Regions from separate parts of the Gasterosteus aculeatus genome. Here region 1 is linked to region 2. Evidence: chromatin contacts called from public Hi-C data. All regions are on one chromosome and are shown on one strand. The core of a region is the stretch at or near the end of the contact, and the rest is flanking DNA. Distances in the headings are between cores, read along the strand shown.

The links. Hi-C and Micro-C count contacts between places; a contact is called where the count stands out from the background.
Region 1: a contact with region 2 is called in a Hi-C map of blood and trunk muscle, with 3 times the contacts expected there. The contact joins the promoter of LOC120831562 here to the enhancer-like site in region 2. A contact is called at or near these places in 3 of 6 Hi-C or Micro-C datasets (blood and trunk muscle, liver and whole body).

Annotation. Positions count from the first base shown.
Region 1 is chr14:2,461,377-2,468,598 of fGasAcu3.hap1.1, reverse strand. LOC120831562 (zinc finger protein 703-like) reads right to left here and starts at 4,366. Exons shown (of 2, transcript XM_040197084.2): 1 at 3,676-4,366; 2 at 518-3,079. The coding sequence starts at 3,909. The coding sequence ends at 1,565.
Region 2 is chr14:2,422,921-2,429,261 of fGasAcu3.hap1.1, reverse strand. No RefSeq gene overlaps it. Among protein-coding and RNA genes, the nearest start is that of c14h2orf42, 22 kb to the right of the region's middle. Within about 2 kb of position 2,626, at least 2 of the 9 cell types and tissues checked have open chromatin away from gene starts, as enhancers often do.

The DNA of each region.
Region 1 (7,222 bases), core at 3,117-5,616, 38 kb before region 2:
AAAGACAAAAAATACATAACCGTCATTTCCATTACTTAACTTTACCGGTTCATTCATCGGGACAAAACACACAACACATTACGTGATGTTTGATCCGCACGGCGCTCCCTGTGATGACGTCACACATCAAGAGACCGTGACTCGTCACTGTGGAGCTTCCTCTGGATTCAAAAGGTGAGCGACAGGCGGCCTCCCTGTCCAACGCGATCCCTCCCGCTTGAGCGCGGTGAAAAACACACAACTTAAATCCATCATCAGATCCGCTAATCAGCTTAAGTGCACAGCGGTGAACGTCGGGGCCTGCGGGAGGATTTGAGGCCCCTGAAACCAGAGCGCCTTCTCTTGTTACAGCTGTGCGTTGATGTAGATTAAACTACACAACAGGATATGAGGGAGTCGCGATGCTGCACACACACATCTGTCAATGACAAGAGGCAAACAGGTGCAGAATAAAACGAGTGAAACGTACGAGAGGAATTATGTTAGAACAGGACTGAAGGAAATGAAGACAACAGAATTTACATCTTCAGTGTGATTTATTTAACAAAATATGACCTCCACTTTAACTGGACACCACCGCAGGGTGTTCAAGTTTTACATAAAAATATCACATCTCATTGTTATTGACTTTCTGTGGAAATAACAAAAACACTAAGGAGTTATGACAGAGAGAAGGAAGTTCTCAACATCTGTCACCCGGGCTTCAAACATGTCCGCTCACAGGATTGTAAAATGAGAATAGATTTATAAAGTAAACAAGGAAAGCCAGATCCCCAGTAAAAAATAAATACAACTTCTCAGTAGGAATAAACAAAACATAACAAACCCAAACAAGTCATTGCAAACCACCAGGCTGAATAAACAGTAAAAGAGCGTACGCTGCGTCGAACATGCATCTCTTTGCGGGGGGGGGCTGCAGGGTTCGCGCAGCGGCCGAGCATCAACCTGCAAGAAAAGGCCGCAGAAAAAAAGTCTCCCGAGGGCCAAAACGATGTCACGGGGGGGGGGCTGCTTAGAAACCGCCAAATCTCAAATATATAACGGGCGAAGAAAGTGTTCCACTTAATAAAACTAAAAGTTCGGCCTTTGGGAATCTTTTGCTGCTTTTTGGTGGATACACGAGACCCGTCCGATGAACGTGGAGCTACAGCTGGTTAGCTTAGCTTAGCACAAAGCCTTGAAATAGATGGAAGCGACTAGCTCTGTGCGGCGGCTCCCCGGAAGGTCACTTATGAAGACGTTACATCTCGTTTGTTTAATAGTTAAAAGTGTACTGAAGGGTACGATATTAATTTGTGGTTTATACGCTGGACTATTGCTCGACTTCCATCGTTGTCCATGGAAACAATTTCTCCGTTCATGTATCAAACAAAAACGAGGCTAGCAGTTTCCCCCTGCATCCAGTCTTTGTGCTAAGCTAAGCTAACCGGGCTGTGGTTAAGACTCCAGAGGATTATCAATCATCAATCTTCCAATCCGACTTGAATAAGTGCATTTCCCATAATCCCGATCGTCCCCTCTGAACATGTCAGTGTGGGGAGAGGGGAATGGGGGGGGGGGGGTATCACTGGTAGCCCAGAGCAGATGCAGATCCAAGTCTTTGACTGTAGAGAGCGTAGTGGGGGTAGTACGGGCCCGTGCTGGGCAGAGAGTGCAGGGAGATGGAGGACGGGCCGGGGGGCAGATGGACCTTGTTGTAGGGGTGATAGCGAGCTAAGCCCAGGCCCGGCGGCGCCCTGAGAGACAGGGAGCTGTGCATGGCGCCCGCGCCGCTCTGGTGGGGGAGGTGGAGGTGGCAGGAGGCCGGCCCGGAGGAGGAGACGGAGAGCATCTTACCGTCCATCCCCAGGGGCAGCGCCGTGTGAGTGCGCAGGTGAGCCAGCAGCTCGTCGGACGCGGCGAAGCGCTTGTCGCACGGCCCCCCCGCCGACACCCAGTTGCAGGCGTGCGGCAGGGGGTCGTTGGGGAGCATGAAGCCGTACGTGTAGAGCGGATGCGACAGGGACGAGGACACGCTGGACGACATGGAGCTTTGGTGGTGCAGGGAGTGCAGCGGGTGGGACGGGTACACCAGCGGGGGGTAGTTGGACTTGAGGGCGGGGGAGGGGTCGTGGATGCAGGAGTTGCAGTTGCCGCCGCCGCCGAGGTGGGACACGCCGGGGAAGCTGAGGCAGTAGGGGTCCCTGCATAAGCTCTGCATGAAGGACGGCGGGGAGGCGCCCGTGAGAGGGCTGGAGCTCGGGTGCTTTCCCGGCCCCCCCATGCCCAGGCCCGACTTGGTCGGATCCATCCCGGGGGCGAACGGAGACGGGTAGCCGGCGTACGCCCCCACCACGGAGCCGTGGTAGCCCATGCCGGAGGAGGGCAGGGGGAAGAGCTGGCCGGCCTTGTAGGGGGAAATGGGCGTGATGCGCCCGTGGGCCATGTTGGGGTGCGCCGACTCCGCTTTGCCCCCCACCTCCGGGTTGGAGCCCCCGTCGGAGCTGCCGTTGCTGCAGTTCGTGATGGCCCGGCCGTGGCCGGAGTTGGCGTCGTGCGGACTGTCCGGGCCGGCCTTGTCGCCGTCGGGCTCTTTTTTGGCAACGCTGTTACTGCTGCCGGTGGTGCTGGTGGGGCTGCCCTGCTCGTAAGCGCCCTCTCCCCCGGGGGTGCGAGTGCGCGGCTGTCCACCAGGGGACGGGCTCAGTTTGTGGCGGTGGTGCTGAGCGTGCCCTGGGGGGGTGCTGCTGCCGGCTCTGGAGCCGGGGGAGGCAGCGGGGGCCGGGTAGGACTGCTGGCCACCGGCGGGGTTTCCGACATTATTGCCGGGCACCCTGAACCCGACTTTATCGCCGCTGCTGGCGACTCCGTCTCTGCGACAGTCCCCCCCGCCTTTGCTGTAGGGCTTGAAGCTACACTTGTCCTCCGGGGAGGGGCGGAGCTCCCCGTGCTTCAGGCCGGAGCCGGACAGCCGGCCGCCGGGCTCCTTGTCGCCCTGGCTGCTGGAGGAGGCCGGCTTGGAGGAGGACGGAGGGTCTGGTTTACCGATCTGAGAGCAGGTCTGAGCCAGCAGGGCCAGCGGACTCTTCTTGGCATCCAGCTTGAACAAAACAAAGACTCTGATTAGCTGCTTTTAATGCGAAGAATAAATAAAAGGTGAGTCGTGGGTCTGTTAACGAGTTACTAGCAAGTAATTAGCTGTAAAATAATTGTCAATTCATCCCTTCACCATAAGATCACAGACGTTTCAGTGAAATTATCCGCTTCAAGCTTGTTAAATAAAACGCTTAAGTTTATACGAATCAATAATGAAAATAATTAACATTTACTTGTTAAATGACCAATTTGAATGAAGAAAAACCTAAAGAAATTTGACACAGAAACAAATCATCCCAATAAAGCAGCAAACACAACTGACTTGATTATTGATTTATTCTAATTGACTATTAGACTATTCGATCCTGCCCTTATTAAACCATAAGTTGTCATTACCTGAGAGTTGATATGATTAAAGACCAGCTAACGTGATCGGTCACAACACTGAGGCGGAGACGCGTTTTCTTTTGGATTTTATTCTCTTCTAGAATTTAAATTATTACGACCCAGCAGAGCAAATCCACCCAAAGGGAAACATTCCTTTCCAAGCGATGTGTTTTTTTTTCTTTCTCTTCTCTTCTTTTAACGACAAATAAATACCTCGATGCTCACGGGCGCGGGCGTCAGGGGCTGCAAATATTCCGGGTGCAGCAAGTGCGCGGTGTGCGCCGTCAGCATCTTGAGGACTCGGATGGGAAGCCGCTTCGCCTGCCGGAGTGGGTCCAGAGGGGCCAACAGAGACACCGCGGCACCGGGACGAGGCTCGGTTCTGTCGCTGGGGGTCGCGTGGAGCTCGAGGCGCGTGCTTGCTGATCCTGAAGGGAGATATTTCATTGGAGACGCCGCTGCGCTTTGGGTGGACGCGCGTCACGGCTCGACTTTTAGTCCCGGGTGGTGTTTACGGCTGGTGAATGTAATCCATGCAGTCACGGAAGTATGTAGAGGGGGCGGGTGGGGTGGAGGGGGGACAAAAAAGAGAAATGAGAAATCACACACACAGCTGGACGTCCTTAAATGTCCCGAGGGACGGAGGATCCTCTGAGCTGAGGCATCGCCGACGCGGCTCCGCTACTCCGATTTCAAACCCCCCGGGGACGAAAAGCCACAACGCGCCTCTGTGGGAATCGTGCGCAGGGATGGAGACGTGGGAAAAAAAGTTGATGTAGTCCGGGTGTTCCAGAAGAAACGTCCCACTGCGTGCCGTCGGTCCGGACTTCTGCTTCTCACTGATCAAAACGGGCAGGACTTCGGGGTGGGCGGGGCGAGGGGCGGGGCGAGGGGAGGGGAGGGGCTACGGCGTCCTCAAAGTGACAATTCTATCCGACCGTCCCATCGCTGAAGAACACAAATAAATACAAAGTGTTGATAATATATATATATTAAGTCCCTGAATCAAAAGGTAAGTGAAAGCATCAAAATGAAAACAATATGCATAACTTTTTATTTGAGATTAATTCATGTCATTGCATTACTGTGTTTGTCACTTGCAGGAGGTGAAAAGTGGATCTCATTTAAAGGACTTTACTGTAATAATAAGAACTCGTAATTTATTACATGATTTTTATTTCGTTTGAGTCTGAATTTGCAAAGTAGCAGCAAAGAAAACCACTCAAGCAAAGTACAAGTACCTCACAATTGTGCTTAAGTGTAGCACTTGAATACATTTACATTCCACCAGTCTTCGCATTCTGAGAAACAAAAGTTTATTCTCACGTAACTTATTTATAACTTATTTTGCCAAACACTTCAGCTTGTTATAGCATTAAATATGCAGCAGATTGGTTATGAACCGATAAGTGTCATGAACCCGCCTGTTACCAGCAGAACAATGTGATACTGTTTGTGGGGACTTTTGTTTTCTCTTTACTTCATTAATCATCCGTTTATCTGATCTCCATACTTGATGAGTCAAGGCCGAGTCAGGACACAGGACCAACTGTCCTAAAGAAAATTACCCATTTAATTCAATTTCACGCAGAGAACAAAATAATCACGTCCATCTTTTGTGCATGTATAAAGTTGTGTGGCCTCTTATCCTGGAGGATATCATCTGTAAGAGGTGTATTGTCTAGACGTTTTGGCTGATCAGGAGACGCGCGGATCAAATAAAGCATAAAATTGGTGGGTATAAGAAATTGTCGACCGTGACTAAGAGAAGCGATATGATCTCACATGAGGTTTCAGATCATACGGTTCAATCTCAAGGTACATTTTTAACATCTTTGACGTACAAACATTTAAACTCAAAGGATAGTTTGTATGGAAAAAAAAACTTGGCTCAAAATGTCACAAGGTATAATTTACAGCTCGTTAGACTTCTAAAAAGATCCAAAGTCTCGAGCGGGAACTTTCCCGCTGACAACTTGACGGAGAGGAATACCACGAGTGTCCTGGGCCGCATGCGGTGCCTGAACCCCGTATTAAAAACTAAAAATGCACTTTGTGAGTGTCATGGTGCAGGGAACAAAGTGAGCGAGCGGTGGAAATAAGTTGTGTGGTCACATAAGTCATCCTTCACTCAGCTGTGAAAGAAAGTTGTTTTTCAAGTGTTTTCTAGAGGCTTAACTCAGTCAAATGTGATCACAAAGAGGTGATATGAGTTATATATATATATATATATATATACAAGTATTGACTTGCACTTTTATTTATTTAACTTCCACTGAATCAAAGTCCTGCAGCGATCGCGGTCTGCACATCCGTGGGCTGCTTACAGCTAATTTGGCACGTTGTTGAGGGTATAAAACAATGATAATGTTAAAATATTTCATCAATTGGACCCCTGTGAGCAGCTATTACATTATATGATATTTTTTAAATGGCATGACCCACTCTATTAAGACATCAAAACAAGAAAGGGGAGAAGACAAAAATGTAATAAACAGGCAGGACATATTTTCTAAATCATTAATTCTCTTTACTTTGAAGTTGACACATCGGTTTGCGAGTCACGCTGAAAATCACAATTACTTTAAAGACATTTGCACTCATTTTCTTTTAATAAAAAAAGGTTCAGACATGTTTTGTGGAGTGGAGTGACGGATCGCTTGTGTTCCGGCTTTCGCTCCAAGCATAAAAAAAAAGGAAAATCAATAAAGCACGCAGAAAATGTCACTCGAGTCTTTATTCTTTTCTTTTTTTAATCAATGCCGTTTTTTACCGTGGAAGAAAAATGTGATAAAGACGGATCGCCTCAATATTAATGGTTCTATAAATCTGGAATGTTAATAACTTTATTGCATTATCTCCTGCCCACTGACTTTGCAATGAGCTAATTTTGTTAACCTAACTATACAATGAATTGGTTAAAGTACTTAAAAATTACGGCTGACAAGAGCTATTAGCAGCAGCCCAAAATAGTCTCAGTTGGAGAGTCTTTGAATCTCTCAATTCTTTGCAGCCTCAATTGAGTGCGAAATCATCCCTAATCCCTCGTAACCTGTAGCCAAAAGGCTGCATAATGTGAATTAGCTGATGGATATTTGTACATATCCTGCAGGGTCCTCCTTAATCTTCAAAAGGAAATGGTTCACATGTGAATGCAGGGGAACGGGTTATAAATGAATACTGTAAATGGGTTAGGATGTGGATTATTTGGAACATTGTCTTTCGGGACTTGTCGACTATGTGAAGTCAGCATTCGGTCACTGTTTAAAAAAAGAAAAGAGAAGAACTGAAGCAACTGTCGCCTTGACCTCGAGCCCCGAACAGCAGAAACAGCCCCTCTCAGCAATCCATCAATGTCCAATTTGTGATAAGAAGCAGAGACTGGGAGCAGCATCTCATCAGCAAACAAGGTCACAGTGCACCGCTGCAGAGGAGACAGCACTTGGGGGGGGGGGGGTTGTCCTCCCCAGGTGTTGGCTTAGTACATCACTCCATATATCGGTGAGTCAAGGATCTAAACGTTAAATCATTTGATGAATCGCTGAGTATTTTACCGGTGCTGCTCCTGCAGATTTCAGAGTCGAAGCGCGTTTTCTTACATTGCACAAAGCCAAAATTAATTAGTATTAATGCTCCGAAGAATAGAGATCCGGCTGGGGAGATGGACGCTGAAGCCTCAATGCATCAGTCGGTAAAATAAAGTGAGAAAGAAGAGAAGGCATAATTTGGTCACTTGTTGTGTGCAAAGGAAAACAGCCTC
Region 2 (6,341 bases), core at 1,377-3,876:
AAAACTATTCACACAAGCAACGCAACACATTAAACAGTTGCATTGCCTGAACTACAGTAATCCGTTTCATTTAGTTTTTATTTTTGTGAAATACTAAATCCTCGATCTCGATTCGCAATCACACAGTTTATGTGTTTAAGGCTTTTATTGTGAAAGGTACAACCTTAGATTATGCATGTTTAAAATGCGTGATCTTTGATCCATTTATTCACTTTGCAACAACCAAATATATATGATAAGAATGACGCCACCTTTTCACTTATGTTCACAGGTGTAAAACACGACCCAGGAAATACTCCGGATTTAAATACAAAAAAATAGCCCTTTAACAGGCATGATTTAAGCATCCAGACCCGGATGGCTTGACCGCAAAAGGGCAGAGCAGCGTTCATGTTTTTTATTGTCATAATTTTAACCTTTAACAGCATCAGCAAACTGTGCATCTTCTAGCGGCTGCGGCGGGCCAAGAGGCTGAAGAACAATGTCTCCCAATGTCATTAATTGTGCTGTCATTATCATAATTTAACATCCGGCTCGCCCCTCTCCATCCTCATCACCGTCTCCTGCTGTTCGCTCGTTAATCCGAAAAAAGAAGGGAGGCGGGCAGACAGACGAAATAAAAAAAAAAAGACCTCTCTATCAATCCCATTTCCAACACATTAGCAAGGAAGCACTTTTTCTCCCGCTGGCTCGGAGCTCTGCGCCTCCCCGTGCTAATGGGAGATATACAGTGACGTGGTAATGATCTGAGGCCGTATTGATCCGCGGCTGATTTATTGCAGGTTTCGGCTGATTATTGGGCCATTAATCAGCCTAGGATTACCCCATCAATAAAACCGCCAGCGTCTGTTTGTAAAGTGCTGGCCGGGGCTCGAGGAAGGGCATCGGATGTCCCGGCATCAGTTACACACTGCGACTACTTAAAGTCAAAGATTAGCTATTTAAAGAGGGACATTCCTCACTGTACCCGCTGAATGAATGCTCACACTGTCTCTGGGCTACAAATACTCATACATGAATGAATAAACAGGTCCATGGTTACTGTTCAAAGTGCTTTGTTTCAACCTGCAATGACTGACTTTTTGGTTCTCTTTGGGTCACTGGAAACCGAGCACAGTGTTGATTTTTAACGTTTTTTGTCCACCTGATCAATCTAGGTCCAATAGTCCCTCTCTTCTAGCTCCATTTTGGGTCTCCACCATCTCCTAAAGGAATTATCTTTCTTTTGCTAATTGCTAAGCTATGTTCACTAGCTGGTTGCTAACTGTGCAGGCAGTGAACACCAGGTTTACTTCAGCATAAATGACGCGCTAGGAGCAAAATGCTCAACCTAAAGGTTTAAAAGTCTCAACCAATGGCGAACGATTAATGATCCAGAATTACATTTTGTGTCTCTAATAATCCGGTAACAAATATTGGGAAACCATTAATAAATGCTTCTTGATTTATTAATACACAGGCTTCAGTGCAGAAGAAGTTAGACAAAGGCTACAACTGATAATAAAGCATTAGTAAACAGTTAGTTAACTGCTAATACAACTTTAAAACTTTGCAAAGTGGTTCCTAATTATCAAGAAAATAATGAAAAATACGTTGGGACTAAGTGAAATGTGCTTATTAAAGCTGAGATTAAAAGAAATGAGAGCTTTGGAGAACAAAGACGAGTCGCTTTGTTCACCGGACTCGACTCGGACCGAACAAACACCAAGAAGGCGTCGCCAGGAATGTGATCTGCGACCTTAATCTCCTTCCTTTAATTAGCGGCCGGATAAAAAGATACTGCCGCTGTCGGCCTGCCAACAGCTTTACAGCCTGCCATAAAGCAGAAAGGTGCAGAGGGGGGAGGGGGGGGGGTGCTTAGCCCCCCCACCAGAACCCACCGCCAGCACCTGGAACACAACCTTTACAACATACAGCAAATTGAGAGTAGTGATTTTGCTGTAAAAGCCCCGTGGAGCCCCCCACATGAGGGGTGGTGTGAAGGGGAGGGAGGGGGGGGGCTGGATCCAGAGGGTTCAATGAGAGGGTTTGATGGCCCCCGCCAAGCTCTGCTCTCTCGCTTTATTTGTGAGTGTGTTCGAGTAACTGATTAAACATCCCAGAACCTCTCGCCCCCCCCCCCCCCCTGCTGCCTCCGAGCGCCACTCTCTTTAACCCGCACCCCTCACAGCCCCCCCCCTCCCCCACGGCCCCCCCACCGACTTGACAGTGGACTCGTAAAGCAGACATAATGCTGTCGTAAACATGTCACGACACCTGCCATAAACATTAATGACTGTTTATGAATGAAGATGATGCATTGGGGGCAGGGGGCTGAGTGTGGGGGGTTATGGGGGGTTATGAGGGGGGGGGGCAGCGTCTTAAACATCCTGGCTACTTGATGTATATTTAAGCTGATAACAATCACAAAAGGAAATCTCCTGGGAACCTTCTGAAAAGCCCCGAAATGGAACACAAAGGCTTTTCGTCCTGGTCGTCGGCGTGGAAGTCAAACACCTTCTGCACAGCGAGGAGCAGATAGCTGCCATGCCACTTTCCCGCCGGGCGGTCCGGCACGCCTGTCTGCGGCACTTAAGAGACAAACATCGGCGTGCACTCTGCGTGACCCGGCACACACCTGCCGAGACAAGCCGCCGCACACAAACACACACACACACACACCATGACACACAAAGACACACTCAGGCGAAAAGACAGCAGAGAGACAGCTTTGTGTTCTTTTGTCAACGCGTGAATTATGACACGCGGCTCGACGGTTCGCATTTAAGCGTTCGTCGGCTCATCAGGCGAGGCCTCGCGGAGCCGATGGCACGCGAGCTTTACCGCGCGTCCCCCGCGGGGGGTCTGAGACAAATGTGTTGGTAATTTACAAGTGTGCTTAAATAGCCATTATTCTTTTTCCTGTGCGATGCTCTCTCAGGATCCGCTGGGCTCGTTCATCATCAGCTACGCGGCAGACGCACGCACGCATGAGAAAAATGAGGCCGGGCGCCAAAGTCGTGGCTGTCGGGGGGGGAGAAGAAGGTTCGGAGGATTGTTTTTTGGGGATTTGGGTTTCAGCAATGCTGCACTGTAATGATGAGATCGAAGGCTACGAATAGCAAGCAAAGCGGAGCAATAAACGACATTTCATGCCACTATACATTTCCGAGACATTTACTTGTAAAAATAAAATAATCACTTTTCTAATCAACAGTTCAAGGCACGCAAATGGTATTCAGGTGAAGTCATGTTAAACTAAAGGTTCGAAGCGTGTTCACAGATAGTTTTGTTTTAGCGGGCTGCCAAAACTTTCCAGGTGATTTGTGCTCGACAATTCCTGTTCCACATGTGCGAGTATGACACACAAACAGCTGTTTGGTACAATGTGTGCTGCGCAGGGAACCGAACGTCCTGTAGCGAACAGTTCGGGAGAACAAACACATGCAGCATCCCACCCCGAAGGATAACATCTGCTCGCATTACACGCATGACATGTGTATACATGTCGGGGAATCCAAACTTCACTTTCTTGGTCAGAGTATTCAACCTGCTTTCCCTCTCGCGACCACCAGGGGGCGACTCCTCTGTTCCCATAGAAGTCTATGAGGAAATGACTCTTCTTCTCTCTTGATTTATTCCCTCAGTAAACATTGTAAACATGAGTTTATGGTCTCAGTCTCTAGTTTCAAGTCTTTTTCATCACAGCATGATGTTCATTTAGTAAACTATGGTCCATTTATCGTCAAACAGACCATAAAGCAGCAGATGCTTTAGGGCGGGGCTATAGACTGATTGACATGTCTCTACCAGAGGAAAAACTCAAATCAGTGCTGCTAACCGGCGCCGCGCCACTTTCATTGCAGCTTTGCAGCGTAGCGCAGCTGAAAAAATGAGCAAAGTGTATATTGTCCAACTTATTTGAGCAGCGACTCAAGACTTAAGATCCAGTATTCAACAGAGGCGGGTAACGGTAGCATAGGACGAGCTGCCCAGCTGTTTATGAAGGTGCTATGAAGGACATACGGAGCATCTCTATGACATCTGAAGGCTCTCCGTATGGCGAGGGGTTTGCAGCCAACGGTGCCGAAAGCGCTAACAGCGCTAACTGCAGAAAAGGTGCTGGCGAACGCGACAGTGTCTGGATGTGTCGCCCATTGAACGTCAATGGCATACTGCCTTTTGGTCCATGCGCACCTCGGGGCCTGTCTGCGCCACTTTCTTACTCTCAAAGTCAAACTTTGACCCTCCGGCACTTACGGAAAGGGAGAAAAGAAACCTTTATATTTCACTGGCGGTCGCGTGGCCATGAGGGAAACAGCCACGCGGGCCTCTGGTTGATCCGGTAGGTGCGTGTTTGGGGCCGTCGGGCCGGTTGATGTGGACAGCTGAGAGCCGCTGTAAGGAGATCTGCCGCCGATGACGGCGATGATAGTGCGGCTTATTGGCCTGTAACTCCGCTGTCGGCAGTAATAGCGGCGCTGACAGACACGGACCACCCACTCCCCCTCTGGCCAGAGCACATTCATCATACTCCGACTGGGAAACTTCTTTTTCTTTTTCGCTTCCCTCGCTCCAGCGTCTCAGCCCCCGAGGCGAGACAAATGTATATTCAGAACATGCACTCCGCACGCTCCGCTTTCTGACGCCAAGGGATGTTATAGATTTGCAGGATGGCCAGAATAATAAGTTGATTCCACATATCTGGTTCATGACGAGGACTCGACCGCAGCGCAACGCGCCCAGATTGGTGGTATGAAATGTGGCCAGAAGAGAAGAGTTACCCTCATCCCATTTCCTCCCTCTTTCCCCCATTTGCCTTAAAATATAAAGCCCAACTGCAATTAAATGACATGCTTCTTCCCTGCAACGTAACACATCTGCTGTGTAAACCAAAAAGACGTTTCATGAGGTTGCTCACCTCACATTAATTCATACCAATTAGCCGCCTGCGTGAACGCAGAAACTGTTTCCACTCAGCCAATCAAATCACTTAATGTGAAACCCTGTCTGCGTAACGTGAGCATTCGGCATGCGGCGGTCGGTTCACTCGTCATGAGAATAAACAGCAGGCTGCAGACGCTTCACTTTTCTTCTTCCGAGGAGAACTGAGGAAAAACACAGTTCACTGTGCAGCCAGATTTATTGTAATGAAAATACTTCAAATGTGTAAACTGTGCAATTATAGTAAATATATCTTTGTCCAAACATACATCCTTTCAACACGGCTTCCCCAACACTTCACAAAATACGTCCCCACATCTGTCGTCTATACATCTCAGATGAAAAGTTACTAAATGTAATTACAGTGCTATGAACTCTGTTGTGATATCTGGGCATTATAAGTAACACAAAGCTGACGTAGGTGCATTATTTGCGTTGTGCAGTCTGCATGCTGGAGCCCCCCCTCCCCCCCCACACACTCTCCTCCTTTATCTGTGCTCCCCATGCGTGTCCATGTCATCGTCGGGGTCGATAAGCTCCCACTGGAGCCTGAGAAACATTTCTGCTGTCCATAACTCAGCTGTGTCTCCGTGAGCTGCGAGACTGTAACTCAATGCACGATCCATATGTCGGTCGAGGCGGGATCGACCCCCCCCCCCCCCCCCCCGACACCCCCGACACCCCCTTTTTACTCGGGAGCTCAAGGAGGACGTGATGTCGCTGCCTCGTGTCACCAACAAAAGCGAGGGGCCCGCTCAACACTTTGATTCATCTCATCTCAGGAGAGCGGTTCTCCTGCCGTGTCGGCTGCGGCTCCTTCGCTCGCGTCTTTCATCCGCCGCCGTGACAGTGATTAATCACCTTCAGCTGCCATGTGCCTCCTCACTGACACCCCCATCTTTCTCTTTCCCCGCACTCCGTCACACTGGAGGAGGGATTAAAGTGGTGGAATCTACCCCCCCCCCCAAAAAAAAGAAAGGCAATTGATGCCACATGTTCACAATGGTGGACGGGGGGGCTGATGTTGGTCAATACTGAGGAAGTTACTACCAGGAACACAAAAAAGCGTTAATGTGCGATCACCGTCCTGAGCGTCGCGTCACCGCCGCCTGACACCACCGATCCCTCCGTCAGCGCGGGGCGCACAGCAGTTAGAAGGCACTGAATCCCGGCGTGATCCACGCTGAGGGGAAGCTCTGCTCCTGGAGGAGGAGGAGGAGGAGGTCTGTTATAGACGGGGAGTCGATACGTTCAAGGAGAACGATGTCTCCTCTTTAAAACACAGACAGGGTCCCATGGTTGTTTATGGAAACCCAGAGGAACTCTGCTGAGCTGCGTCTTTCGCTAAGTAGCTTTATGGTTCCAGCTGGTAAACATGCGGCTAATTTTAATCACACTCTGCTGTTCACAACGTTTTA